2 separate regions of the Zea mays genome follow, and region 2 is linked to region 1. A link is a contact called in public Hi-C data. All regions are on one chromosome and are shown on one strand. Each heading gives the region's core, a stretch centred on a gene start, on an enhancer-like site or on the middle of the called end of the contact. The rest is flanking DNA. Distances are from core to core; before and after follow the strand shown.

Region 1 (7,016 bases), core at 1,187-3,686:
CTACCGTATGTCATGTCCTGTATCCAAATAAGCTGCACATTCAAGGTGCACCAAACTATCCCAATTCTTTACGGCTATTAAACAGCATCCAAAAGACGTGTCCCTTTCTTTTCCTCAATAATGAAACATATGCCCACTCCACTCATGTCCCGTCCAATGGACCATTTAGAACTTGAGTTTTTTTTTTTGGGACTGGGGCTTTTTGAAAGCCCTATAGAAAGATTGCTCCTTCCACTACGTTGCAACTTGTCCATGAAAATATCATCTCTACCATACCATATAATAGCAAGTTAAACTATTCCTCTATCTAATAATTCTTTCGGGGCTAGCTGTTTAGTTTCCTCCAGTCTTAAGATTAAAAAAAAACATCCATTTCGTCAAGTACATCTCGCTGTGTGCTCACCTTGGTCTTGGGAGCAAGGTTGGCCATGAGCGCGGCCGCGGCGTTGCCGGCATTGTTCTCCTCGATGAAGGAGATGGTGGAGTTGATGACCAGGAGCACGATGATGCCGACGAAGTCCTCCCAGTCGGGGGGCTTGCCGCCGCCGTTGGCGAGGGCGATGGCCATGACGGCGGCCATCTCCATGACCCACGACAGCGGGTTCCACATGAACCCGAGGAACTTGAGGATCTTGCTTTCCTGTGGAACGAACACAAGGACACGGAAAGGCTTCAGCATCGCGCGCGGAGAGAGAGCTTTGGTCCCAAGAAAACAAACAAGCAAAAAAGAAAAAAGAAAAAAAAAACGTGTGGCAGATACATGTCGTCGTTCGTTACGTTACCTTCTTCTCCTCGAGCCTGTTGGGGCCGAAGATCTCGAGGCGCTGCTGGCCCTCGCTGGAGCTCAGCCCCTCGCGGGTGCATTTCAGCTGCTCGAACACCTCCTCGATGGGGATGTTCTCCTGCAAGCAACAAGTTAACACAAGCGGCATCGGGTCAGTCAGTTAAAAGCCAGAACTCTAACAAAAGAACGGGCCCACGGCGTCAGCGTGACTGCCCGCTAGAGTTAGCGGTTGGAACGTGACAAGGAAGAGCCGGAAGGACAGGGCGGTGTACGGGGGGGGGCAATGATTGCCGGCCCGGCAGTACGGCCGTCCGATCTCGATCAGAGAGGGCGCTGGCGCAGGGCACTGCCGCTCGCTCCGCACCCTCCGTGGCCCCACCCATGTGTGTGAGTGTGACCCCGCAAGCACGGGCGCGCGCGTGTGTGAACCGGCCGAATTGGACGGAACAAAACAGATGAGCAGGGCAGCGGGAAGGGGGCCACCCGTCATACTCAGGTGGCATAGTGCTCCACTTGGTCAACAGGGATTAATAATTGAAACGGGTTCCCTATTTTCCTCCCTCTGATCTCAGCAGCATGATCGCTGTCGATCTGCGTGCCCACCCCCCGCGCTGGCCAAAGGGACTGCACAAATTCGGATATTTTTTTGGGGGCCTCTCGTTAGGCATAGTTTCGTCGAACCATCGACGCTTGGACAGATCGATGCGGCAAAAAAACGTACGGAGACGGCGTATAGTGGATTTTGCTCCGTGGTCAAATCCGGGCAACGTATTAAATACGGCAGATCGAATCGATCCAGAGGGTGGGTGTTTCGCTCCGAGCTAGAAGGCAAAGCTGTACGCATTCAATCAAACAGCTCACATGAGCAAGAGCAGAGCAAGACACGGGAGGAACATGACCCACGGCCGGCCAGGTGTTGCCGGCCCTCTCCCCCCTTGTCCGAAAAGCTGCTAGAGAGATTGGTTGAGCGCGTAAAAGGCAGCTAGCGATGCGACCCCATCCATCGTCCATGCGGAGAAAATGGAAACAAACTAAGGCATAAAATCTTTTCGCATGAACAGGATTCCCTTCCTGCATGCTCCTCCTGCGTGTGAAATTGCTTTCAGAAGAGTTCAGACTCTGGACCACTTTTTTCTCTCTCGGTTTTTTTTTTTCCTTCCTCCTCCAGGACCAGCAAGAGCAGAGGAACAGAACAGGAAGTCAAAGGGCCGGGGCAAAAGCAAAACTGGCCGCCGTTACATAGTTCATCGTTGCCTCCAGGCTCTGAGGCTCCAGCAGAGTCAGCGCGTGCGTACGTATACTAGTGGTACTACTACTACTAGTACTACTGGCACAAGTATGGCAGTCTGAATTAAAAGGCGCGATCGAGCAAAAAAAAAAATAAAGCGAGGCAGTGGTAGCGGCAATTTCCTCACCAGATCGACGGCTTCATTCTTGATCTCCTCGAGCCCACCCATGGCGGTCGGCCGGCGCTGGAGCGGACCCTAGAAGCCAAGCCCGGCGGCAGACACGGGCATATGCCACGCGAACGCCGACTCGCTTCTCTTCTCGTGTGAGAAGGGAAGGGAAAGGGGCAAGCAAGCAAAGTAGTGGTGGTGGTGGAGTAGTAGCGCTTGCTGGGCGTCGAGTGGAACGGGAGGAGATGGGGGCGGACCTATATAGCGCCGCGCCGCTCCGCTTTGTACCCGCAGGCCGAGCCACCACCACCATCCCTAGCAGCCCTACGCCCCTACCACGACCCCCACAAGGGCCCACGGGGCCTGTCTCTTTTCGCGTGCCCCCCCGTCGAGTATTAGGTCGGCCCGCTGGCAGCCGGTGGGGTCTGGCCTGCGCGGTTGCGCCGGGCAGCCTCCGCACCCGGGCGTGGCCCCGCGCGTCAGCCACGTTCGGGTCGAGCGGTCACGGGTGGAGGTGGACCGTGGTGACATCCATTACACTTCCACCCCCCGGCTTCGGCTTCGAACGGAACAGAAGCCGCGCGTGTCAGGCACTGCGTGGTGGGCCCGCACCGTCACAGGGTAACGGCACGGGCTTTGGCTTCGGGCCGGGCTCGGTGAATTTGCGAGCCCCGATCCGTGCCGTGCGTGCCATCTCCTGTCGGGACGCGGAGATTCTTTGGCGGCATGAATTCGAACTATTCCACGTCCCAGCGAATGCAGGCGTCGTATCGGACCGCACGCAACCTCTATACAATACCGTACCAGTTTGGAGCTTCAAACAGGCAACCGGTCTCTTTGTAAGGGCTTGTTTGGTTAGCTGTCAATACATATAAATTAAGTGAATTCTTTTTTAATATTTTCTAATTCTATTTAATTAATGGATAACGGGGTTAACCGAACAAATGTAAGTTGGCACGGATCCTTCGGTCTCTTCCCGTTCTCGCTAACAAGGCCTGCCCTGCATTGGCAGATGGCGCAGACAGCAGCCGCGCGTTCCTTCCGTTGGCCGCACGCACGGCCACAAAGGAGCAGTTGCAGTTGAACGGCTATTCAGAAATCAGAAAGGGAAGAGACGACTGACTAAAAAAACAGGGAATTCTGTCTCAGGGATGCCGACGTGGCTCCTACCGGTCCGAGCCGCCTTCCACGGTTCCACCACTAGCCCTAGCTCGTCTGCGGCTTGGTCAGCGGACGGAGGGCCCAACGAGCTGATGCAGCTGCAAGTCTAGTCACTATATAAACACTAGAAAACAGTTCATACTAAAGGCAATCAAATAGGCCGAATAGTGACGCCTGACAGCAGCGCGAGTCCTGCTGCCGCTTCCGGTTTTCCAATTCATATCAACGCTAGCTAGATAGTTCTAAAACTAAATAAATGCCCATCGTGGAAGGTAAAAAAAAAAAGAGGCCCCTAAAAATACCCGTCAGTTCCAGATTTGAAGGGGAGTACCAAAAGCGTTCTGTCTCAAAGGGTCAAGGTTGACCCTTGCCATCTCTGCTACTACTGATTACTCTAAGGGGCCGTTGAATAAATTGGAATTTACTTATATAGTAGGTTATTTAGTTTACAATTTGATATTTCATCGCTTTCCTAAATTTAAATATAAGTCTATCTCAAGTTGTTACGGTGAGAGGGTCGTAATTGATTTTATGTATAACTAGTCCATATTTATACTCTGCAATTTATGGCACGTTGTTTACCGCACTTCTTTATAATATAAATGTAGCATATAAATGTCTTCATTATATGATCAACAGTAGTATAAAGAATATTTTGCATGAAATTATATTAACTTAGTTGATCTATGTGTAAATAATGATTAATGGAATGAAACTGAATTTAGCGCGAGGCAAGCCGCAGCCAAAGCATAAAAATAAAGGAAGGAAGGTTCGCAGAGTCAGTGTTCCTGTTCAGGTCCCGAATGAAACAGGTGAGCCCGCTATGAGATGAGCTGCTCTCTCTCTCTTTGTTCTTCACGAGCCCGAAGAGGCAAAGTGGAACTGCTCGTCGACTATGACTATGACTGGCAGGCAGAGGCAGAGGCAGGGCAGCTTCCTTCCCTCTTTCCTGAACCCATTCAAGGCCTCGTCTCGTCTCCGGGGTCTCCGCCTCTTGGATCCGGGTGGCGGCAGGAACGTGCGCGCGCGTGGGACGTCACGTCAGTCGTCTGCATGCGGCGCGGTCAATTTCACCCTCCTGGTGGTCACGCTGGACGGAGTGAAAAGCCACCATTCTTGAAGCCCGTGGCAGCTCCGTCCGTCCGGCTTCACGGCATCTTCCCGCGCCGCCAAACGACTGGACAGGGACAGGGCAGCATCGTCGCGGTTTTTTTTTTTTGGGGGGGGGGGGGGGGGGGGGGGGGGTTGCGCAGCGCAGACATGCTTTCCTTCCTATTTCGCTGCTCCGATCCGCCTATTATATTGTTTGCCACCGAATCGCATTCCCTATAGTATAGTACTAGTTCCTGACGCCGATCTAGCATAGTTTCCTTCTTCTTTCTTTTCTCTCCTGGTGACTGGCGTTTCTTTCTTTTCTGTTTCCTGAATCCTGGTCATTCATTCGGGACTGCTACTTTGTTCCTCCTCGTTCCGTTGCTGCAATGAAATCGTTCAAAGCAGGATGCGCGAGGATTCGCATGGACATCCATCCAGATCGAGTAAACTAGCTAATTAATAGTAAATGGTCGTGATCCTTAAATAAACAAATCCATGCAGAGGAAAAAAAAAAGGCTCTCGGAGACGTACGTACGGCTCTCGGGCGGCCGGTCAATTCTGGCGGGCGGGGAAGCGGTTGAACCCTGTCCAAATCCTGCGATCTCTTTCGTCTCACCCAGCCCAGGCCTTCGTATCATCTCCTGACCTTTTTTTTTTTGTTTCCCGGCCCCTTGGACTGGCTGGCCTCGAGGGAGGCAGCGTAACTTTTTTTGTTGTTGTTGTTTTGCTGACCACAAGTCAGACACCCACCATTACTATTATTATTTCTGTAATCACCCTCGTGACAAAACCATATTTCATATCGCCCATTAGATTCCATTCCCTCTTGTAACGTTGTGCGCATCATGCATATGCAGGCACTAGTCTCATATTGGATGGAGTCTCTCGGCACTAGGCATGCTCAGTAACGACGACAGGCCCGTCGTTGATCCATCCCGGCGGCTAATAATTGTCGTCAACATGTTTCACGATCGTCGCTTTCCGTAAAATATAGAAAGTAGGTTTTGGTAGACCGGCCGGACGACACTTTCCTGGAACATGAACTAGTCGTCACACCGTCGCTCTCTCGAGCAGGAGAAAGTGTTAAAGAATGATGGGTTCATCAGCAGCGGTGGTTTCTAGCCAAATCGATTCCTTCCCGGAATTCAAGAATGCTTATATAGTACTAGTATATATACTGCTAAATGGAGAGACAACGTGAAGCAGCATGGTGGCGGTAGGGCGGCACGTGAATTAGGGAGGGTCGTCGTTACGTTCAAACGACCCCTAATTATTCCAACCGATTCTTCTTCTCTATGCATGCCCAGACGAGAGTCAGAGTCACGCTCCGCCTACGTAACTGATCCAATAATAATTACTCGAAAAAAAAATTACTCCTGCCGATATCATCACGCGCGACATTATTACCACAGCTGCCAGACCTGTTGTAGCGGACTGTCAGCGTGGCGGTGGCTGACCGGCGCCGGCCGCTTCTCAAGTCAACCTATCGGTATTAACAATGATCCGATCCCCTTCGTCGTAACGGTCAGTTTCTTGCCATTTGCGACCCGTGATTATTATTCAACCGTATCATGCAGTGCTTCGGGCCATGAGCAGGGCACAAGCAATGTCAGCGGATTAGGGATTCTGAACTCGATCGGCCGTCATCATGCATGCCGTGTCAGTATCACCATATGCTAGTTTTCCTGCAAGAGGATGTACGTATCATGGTTCTGAACTTGTGACTGATAATGATCGATATGTATACGTCCATCCCATCCATCGCCTGGAAGGAACCGATCGAATGGAGAAGAAGGACGGCCGGCACGGCAGACCATGCATCGTCCTGCTGCATGCCCTAGCTCTCCTCTGCCTGGCCTGATCAATACAGCCCGGGACATGTTACGGTAACATGCCACGGTCCCTAACCCTAAGAGAGACGCCGCCATGCATCATCGCTGGCGAATCATCAATGCAACGCGTACACACACACACACACGCACCTCTTGCGGGCTCCTCATGGACCCATCTGTACGCCTGCAGGTTGATGCTGCTGGAGGTCTATCGTCAGACCATTATTTAGAACGACACTGATTAATTCGCGCGTTAGGCCTATGGAAGGAGCCAACGCCATCGCGGTGTACTTTTTTTTTTATATGTGGGGGCGTGATCTCATCGTCCTCATATCTAAATTAGTTGAGGGAGAATATATCAACTAATTTGCATTATCGTCTTTACTCTCACTCTCGTATGTGTGTATGTTGCGATCGACTCGTTTGGGGATCATAGCGCGTAATTAAGGGCATGTCCACAACTGTTTTCCATATGTGTATTAATATAAAAAAACCGTACAGACAATATAAATAATTATCTACAAAGTTTTTAATTTATAATACCGGATACGTGGAGCATCAGCGTGGTATTTTATTGCATGATGATGGCCAGCCAGATACGGTTGGTTTCAAGCTTGCTGAGGGCCCGTTCAGTTGACAGGGAATAGAAGATCAGAACTGTTCCGATCTAGATTATTTCTCTAATTTATATAAGTTTTGATTAATAGGAATAATTCTTAGTGCAATCCTGATTCCTGCAGAAACGAA
Region 2 (7,016 bases), core at 1,170-3,669, 410 kb before region 1:
CTTAAAATAAACGTACGTTATGCAAGCTAGCTTGTCGGCTTCGGTCGGCTCTTCGCCGCTGGCTACAGCTCTAGCCTCTATGACCATGGCACTCATCTCCCTGAAGGGGTGAAGTGTCTTGTAAGGCATGTTACGTACAAGGTGGAATATAAAAAAACTATATAGAGAGGTTTTGCTTGCTTTGCTTGGTTATGGATAAAGGTATATAAGTATCGAACACGAGCGTTTCATGATTATCCTCAATATATCAATAATTAATTAAAGCCCATGCATACATATGATGAACATGTGCATGGGCGTTTGATCACCCTTTTACTTCCAAACGGGCAAAGAATCGAAGCATCAAACATCGTCCACCCATGTGTGTCTCATGGTATTAAGACTAACTAGCGTTAAAGGGACTGAATAAAAGTAGATATTGCCCTCGTCGTGCCCCGTCTCCATGGCTACACTGCTTTATTTGCACGGCGTGCATGTGGATGTGGGCAAAGGCCCCAAATCATCAGTGAAAGTGGTTTATGAGATGTGAATTGACAAACAAGTTTGATGACCGGCCTGTCGTTGTACTCGCAACCCATCCTTTAATTCCTGCTTCTTGAAATCTTCTAATAATCTACTGCTAATGGCTTCAGGATGAGATAAACAAAAGCTAGCAGGCGCTGATCTGTTCACCAGTCCATTGTATGCTCAGATATATATATTGACACATTCCAGTCATATCATCTGAACTTCCTGGATATCTAATATTTTGAGTTACAGTTGAGCTACATAGATCTAGGAAAAAAAAAAAGATGCAGACCGGCTGCAAAGTTCCTAGCTATGCATGCCCCACTGTTTATGTTGAAAAGCTACCCTGACAGATTTGTTCCACTTTTAATTTAAAGCTGGTGTTGCAACTTAATTGCTCGGTTTTTTTGTAAGGTACCTACTGGGTACGCCCTTTTTTTACCTACTAAATGTCTAAATATTTTTTTCAGACAAGTGAACACGCATTAATCTCATTTTTTTTATATACATAGACACTTAAAACAGTTGGTTTTAATTCTCGTTATTTCACAGTTTCCGTGTACTACATAAGAAGACACATACTAGACATTGAGCACGATAATGATACATTAGAAGGTAAGGGGTATGCATCTGACAGTTACATCTCTCCACAGATCGATCTTATCAAAATAGAGAACGATGTTCTTGGATATATCCTAATTCAAAACTATTCGCAATTTCCTCTGATTCCTCTTTATTCCTAATTCAAAACTATTTGCAACTGCTGGCACTAATTTATCTTGAAAAATAGAGTACATACTAACTCAATACGTACATTTGCATGCAAATGAAATCGGCAGCAAAACTATTACCACACATCACAGTATATACGGGTCCCTTCGAAGCAAAAGAAATATGAAGGATTTTTTTGAATAATTCATTTCCTACATGAAAATTTCCTGCGTGAGCCTTTGGAACAATACAGGATTCAATACCATCAATTCTTTTTAAAATTTCTTATGGATTGCATTCCTATCTATACAAGTTAATTTTGGAATTCTTATAGATGTATCTTATTTTGGTTGTCTTCTAAATAGCAAAATCTGCCTATGTCGAAGGCTTATTTGGAGGCACCACCATTCCGATTTTTAGTAAAAAAAAAGGATGAACGGGAGAATCACTTTGGTTTCTAGTGTTACACAGTAGGTATCAGGCAAAGACATAGATTATGTAGATATATATGCTGGGAGAGCGCATATATACGAACCCCTCACGAGAAAGGGAATCTATGTGGAGAATTTGTGATGGATACTAATAATATAGTACATACGTGGATGATGTGTGATCTCGACCGAACAAAACGTCGTTTAGCTTGGACAGAAACAAGCACTACTGCAATATTAATAAAATTGCTGTTTGCATGCCCGGCCGACAGCTCCAAGAACATGATCCATGCATGCATCATTGTTAGTTCCAGACAAATCGTGTGAGCATCTGGCGGTTGCGAATGCATTATCACATAACCACACTTCCTCTCGGATTCATTAGCAAGCTAGCAAAGATAACACGAAGGGAGAGCTAGCTTAGCAGGACTCCTCCTCCCCGGCCGGCCCATCTAATCCCCGTGTCCGTGTGTGCTGCACGTCGCGGGCTGGAAAGCCTCGGGCGGGCCATCCACCGCCACGCGGAAGGGGAGGTGGGCCAGGCACCCCATGTGCGCACATGTGGTGGTTTGCAACGCCCGGCCCCACCACCAACCACTTCGCCGCTTCGGTCCTCCCTCCGGGCTCCTGCCTCATTTCGTTTTGTCTCTCGCTGTCAACAGAACAGGGTAGTGTGTGTTGTAGGACACCGGATCTTGCAGACGACATTTGTGTCAGACCCGTGTTCCTCACTTTCTCTCCCTCTCTCTCTCTACTCCTCTTTCTCTCTCTAGAATAGAATACTCACAGCATGATCACAGAGGCAGAAGCAGGCAGACCGGCAGGCAGGACCTTCCTCCCCTGATCCTCTGTGTCAGAGCCCCAAATCCCCCCTTCTCTCTCATCTTCCTCGTCCTTAACTTCTCTCTCTCACCCTCATCCGTCTTCTCTCTCTCCTCCCGCCTGCCTTTTAAGCGACGCGCCCACCTCCCACCGCAGGACCCTCTGATCGACCACCCTTCCCCCGGCTCTCCCTCCTCCGCGCCGCGCCCGTTGATGGCCGGCGGGAAGAGGACGACGGCGCGCCACCAACACAACCACCCACCGCCGCCGCCGCCTAACCCTAGCCCTAACCGTGGCCGCGGGGTCGCCGACCCGCCGCCGGCCTCGGACGACTCGCCGTCGTCGAAGCGCATGCTGGCCTTCCACTTCCTCCGCGCGCTGGCACGGATCCACAGCACCACGCCGGCGCCGCGCCGCCCGCGCACCATCCGCCGCGCGGCCTACTCGTCCATGGCGCGCGCCGCCAGCCCGCGCCGGGCCTGGACGCAGGCGCTGCTGCTCCGCCGGGCGCGCTCGCGCGGGGTGGCCGTCGTCGGCTCGTCCAGGCGCGCGGTCCTGCTGCGGAGGCGCGTCTCCGCCTCGGCGCCTCCACCGATGCTCCGCGCCAGCGCCGGGGCGACGTCGGCGGCGGCGCCGCCGGTCCAGGGCCCGCCTCCGAGGCAGGCCGGGGAGCCGGCCAGGGCCGACGCGCTCCGGCGGATCGTCCCCGGCGGCGCCGGCATGGAGTACTGCAGCCTACTCGACGAGACCGCCGACTACGTGCTGCACCTCCGCGCGCAGGTGCAGCTCATGCAGAGCCTCGTCGACCTCTTCTCTCCGCCCAACCCAACCAGTAATTAATCAATACCGCATGGTCAATTGATTCTTCCCTCTTGCACCGCCGTCGCCGCGGTTTGTGTCTAAATCATCATCGCATATCTCTTGTTCATGCCACACATGCATGAGATGGATGCATGATTAAGATAGGAGATTATTGTTGAGGAGAGAGATCGATTATTATTATTGCTGCTAGTGCATATGTTTAGTGGGTGTATAGGTTGGGAACACACATTCATGGAGGATGGAACCACACACCGATCAATTGGAGGGAGAAGAGATTGTTCGGGTAATTAATTGTAATATATATATAGAGAGACAATTGAGCCACATACATATATAAGCTATTAGTGCAGTGCTTGCTGTTGGGTACTTGGTCAGATGATTGAGTATGCGTATACATGCCTGTGAAAAATTGTGGAGCCATATGTCATGTATCTTTTGTACCTAACTACGTAGTAGGTAGGTATATAGCTGTGTTACACACTTTTTTTTGCCTGTCAATCTTCCTTTTCTATGCATGTAGTACGTAGGTCTACCTATCTGAATGGGGAACAAGTAATTACTGATCATATATATGGCATGACATGAACCTTTACCATGAGTGGTTGCATGAATAATGCCTGACGCATGAATAAGCTATTAACATGCTATTATCTTTTTTCTTCTAGATCGAGTTAGGTATACTAGTTGTTATTCTTGTTTTTTCTGGAATGAGGTATAGGTGCGCGCGGCTACCTGCCCACGTGTATGCATGTATCTCTCTCTCTCCCTCTACTCTGTACGGTGGGAGAGCTGACAACCATAGGGCATAGGTACATGCATGAAGCTCTAGCTAGTTGTTATTTGCCTTGTGTAATTGGAGTGCTAGGATGGTGGTGTTGTGTTCAATTGGTTTGTCTAATGCAGTTACCATCTTTTGATTAAATAAAGGACCTCCCTTTTGCCCCCCTCCGCCCTCCCTGGAATTTTTTTTTGCCTCATCTCACATTCAGTCAGCTAGTTAGGCCAACTAATTATCCCCAGTTCCTTTTTAGGTGCCACCGTCTCTAAAGACTATTCTGTGTACTTGTACCTAATTTTCTTCTCTTTGGTTCTTTGTCATGTGTTATTATTCTTGGTTGTTGTTGTCTTTGGCACATGCTTTTGTTGCTTTCTTTGTGAGGTAAGAATCCCAAAGGCTTAATACTGGCTTCTTCTGTTTGTTCCAACTGACCAAAGAGAAGTGATTTGTGCAAATTGTGTGCCCCTGGGTAAGCTAAGCAGCATATTCGTGCAAATCTTATACTATCATCAGACTACACATGCATATATAGTTCAGACATTGCACTCATCATAAACATTCCTTACAGATAAGAGTATCCTTTTCATTTGTTTTATTTTCTCTTTGGACATAAGGTAAGGGCACGTGCATAACACATTACATTTAATTAGGTGATTAATATAGCTGTCCAATTCGAACACCTAAATCAGTACTAATGACACTAAATTCTGGTACTCGATTGAATCTATATATAGCTAGCTAAGCTAACCAACCTTTGCAATTAGCTAGCCAATTCTATCGGCCCACAAGATTTAGCTAGCTGTACCAATAATTTTCTAGATAGCTATACATCCATCTTCCATTGATTAACATAAATATACATAACACTATATGTTGCCCACTATATAGAATAATGGTGGCAGGTGAATATTGGGTACCAATTCCTTAATTTGGAGGCTTCTATACCAATGCAACAAAAATGTATACTCATTTGATCTGGTCTCTGCTTTGTTTTCTTGTGTGTTTATACTTTATACACGAGTTAATTATTAGTATTATTAAGTTTTTATTTGTTGCACTGCATATAGTGGGCCAGTATACAAATCTAACACAACATCCAACTATCAGCGCATTTTAGCATGCTGTGAATTATATGAAGTCTCCATTATGCATGCCAAAGTTTAATCAGTTTATATAAGCACATTGTATTTTTATTAGCTTTTATTAGTGAAACAATAACACCGCACTCAAGCAAGAACAGAATATTTATGCACTGAGTGAAATACATAGACGCTGGTGTAGACATCACACATGGTTATTAAGTAATAACACAACATTCAACTTTGGAGTGACCAGCTTGAGAAGATCAAATTTTATCAATCGCTCTAGAAGGATGAAACTGACTTGTTTGCATTGAATGTGAATGTCATGTATAGACACTACAGCTGTCTTTTTTCATGTTACAGAACTGAAAAGAGAGTCATGAAAAGATAACTTATGCCTACACAACGCACGAAGAACGTAAGAATTAGCGCAAAAATGCCTCCTTCAGCCCATCTCAATTGTGGTAAAAGTTTGAGGCCTTGTTTGAGTACTAAACTAATTTACACTTCAATCCATCTCAACACATGTGGATTGGTGAATATAAGTGTCATGTGGGGCCGCACCTACACGCGGGCCCGCGACGCCAGGAGGGCTGAGGCTAGGGCGTTTAAGGAAGGCGCCAGCAGCAGCACTACCAAGGAAGGTCCATCCAAGGAAAGTGGCTAGATTAGTGGCCAAATTGATAGGCCTTAATTAGAGGGGAGTTGGTTTCCAAATAAGTCATTTCCTAAATTAGGGTTTCCAAATAAGTCATTTCCTAAATTAGAAGTTACCTAGTTGGTCGGGCCAGTGACCTATTTATATGGAACCATGAGGCAGTGAAAGGAATAAGAAATACATCAGCTTTATCTCCCATCTCCCTACACTCTCTCTAAAGCCTACGGCAGAGGATTACCTCGCCGGAGAAGACGGACAGCGGGTACGAGTTACGTAGCCGCGGTCCAGCTGCTCGAGGGGTTAACGCCCTTGACAACCTGGTATCACGATCCCGGCGATCCTCTTCCCAGTCCACCACTACGCCAGCCGCAGCACCAACATCACCGACGTCCTCTGTGGCGTCTTGCGTTCCAGCCATGGGCGATTCCAACGACTTCAAGGCCTTTGCCGAGGCTCTCAAGTCCCTGCAGGCGTCCGTCGCGGCCAACGCCCAAGCCATCGCCAGCCTCACAGCCGACCGCACGTCCGCCTCCGGCCACAAGATCGGCTACGGCGAGCACCATGGGGACCGGCCACCGAGGTTCCAAAAGCTGGACTTTCCCCGGTACGATGGTAAAACCGATCCTCTCATCTTCATCAACCGCTGCGAATCCTACTTCCATCAGCAGCGCATCATGGAGGAGGAGAAGGTCTGGATGGCATCCTACAACTTGGAGCATGGGGCGCAGATGTGGTATATCCAGGTCCAGACGGACGAGGGTACTCCATCGTGGCGCAGGTTCAAGGAGTTGCTCAATCTGCGCTACGGTCCTCCTCTCCGCGCTGCGCCTCTCTTCGAGCTGGCTGATTGCCGCCGCACGGGGTCTGTCGCGGACTATCAGGACCGCTTCCAGGCGCTCCTTCCACGTGCAGGACCCCTCGACGAGGCACAACGGGTCCAACTGTTCACGGGGGGTCTCCGTCCCCCGCTCAGCCTTGACGTCCAGGTACACAACCCGCAGTCCTTGGCGGCTGCCATGAGCCTGGCGCGCCAGCTGGAGCTTCGGGAACAATATACATCGCCGCCTCCCAAGGGCGCCACCCGTGGTCTGCTGCCAACCCCTGCACCGCGTCTAGCTCTGCCTGCCCCGCCGGCTGAGAAGGCAGCCACGCCCGCGGTCATGGCAGATGGGCGCAAACACCTATCCATGCAGGAGCAAGAGGAG

Evidence for each region. A called contact is a pair of places that touch in the nucleus more often than the background predicts.
Region 2: a Hi-C map of bundle sheath shows a contact between it and region 1, with 1.9 times the contacts expected there. The contact joins the promoter of LOC100275788 here to the promoter of LOC542052 in region 1. A contact is called at or near these places in 2 of 25 Hi-C or Micro-C datasets (bundle sheath and ear).

The regions. Positions count from the first base shown.
Region 1 is chr10:148,405,376-148,412,391 of Zm-B73-REFERENCE-NAM-5.0, reverse strand. LOC542052 (proton-exporting ATPase 4) reads right to left here and starts at 2,436. Exons shown (of 13, transcript NM_001305848.1): 1 at 2,200-2,436; 2 at 783-902; 3 at 404-640. The coding sequence starts at 2,241.
Region 2 is chr10:148,816,648-148,823,663 of Zm-B73-REFERENCE-NAM-5.0, reverse strand. It overlaps LOC100275788, which reads left to right and starts at 2,419. Exons shown (of 1, transcript NM_001149787.2): 1 at 2,419-3,642. The coding sequence starts at 2,685. The coding sequence ends at 3,311.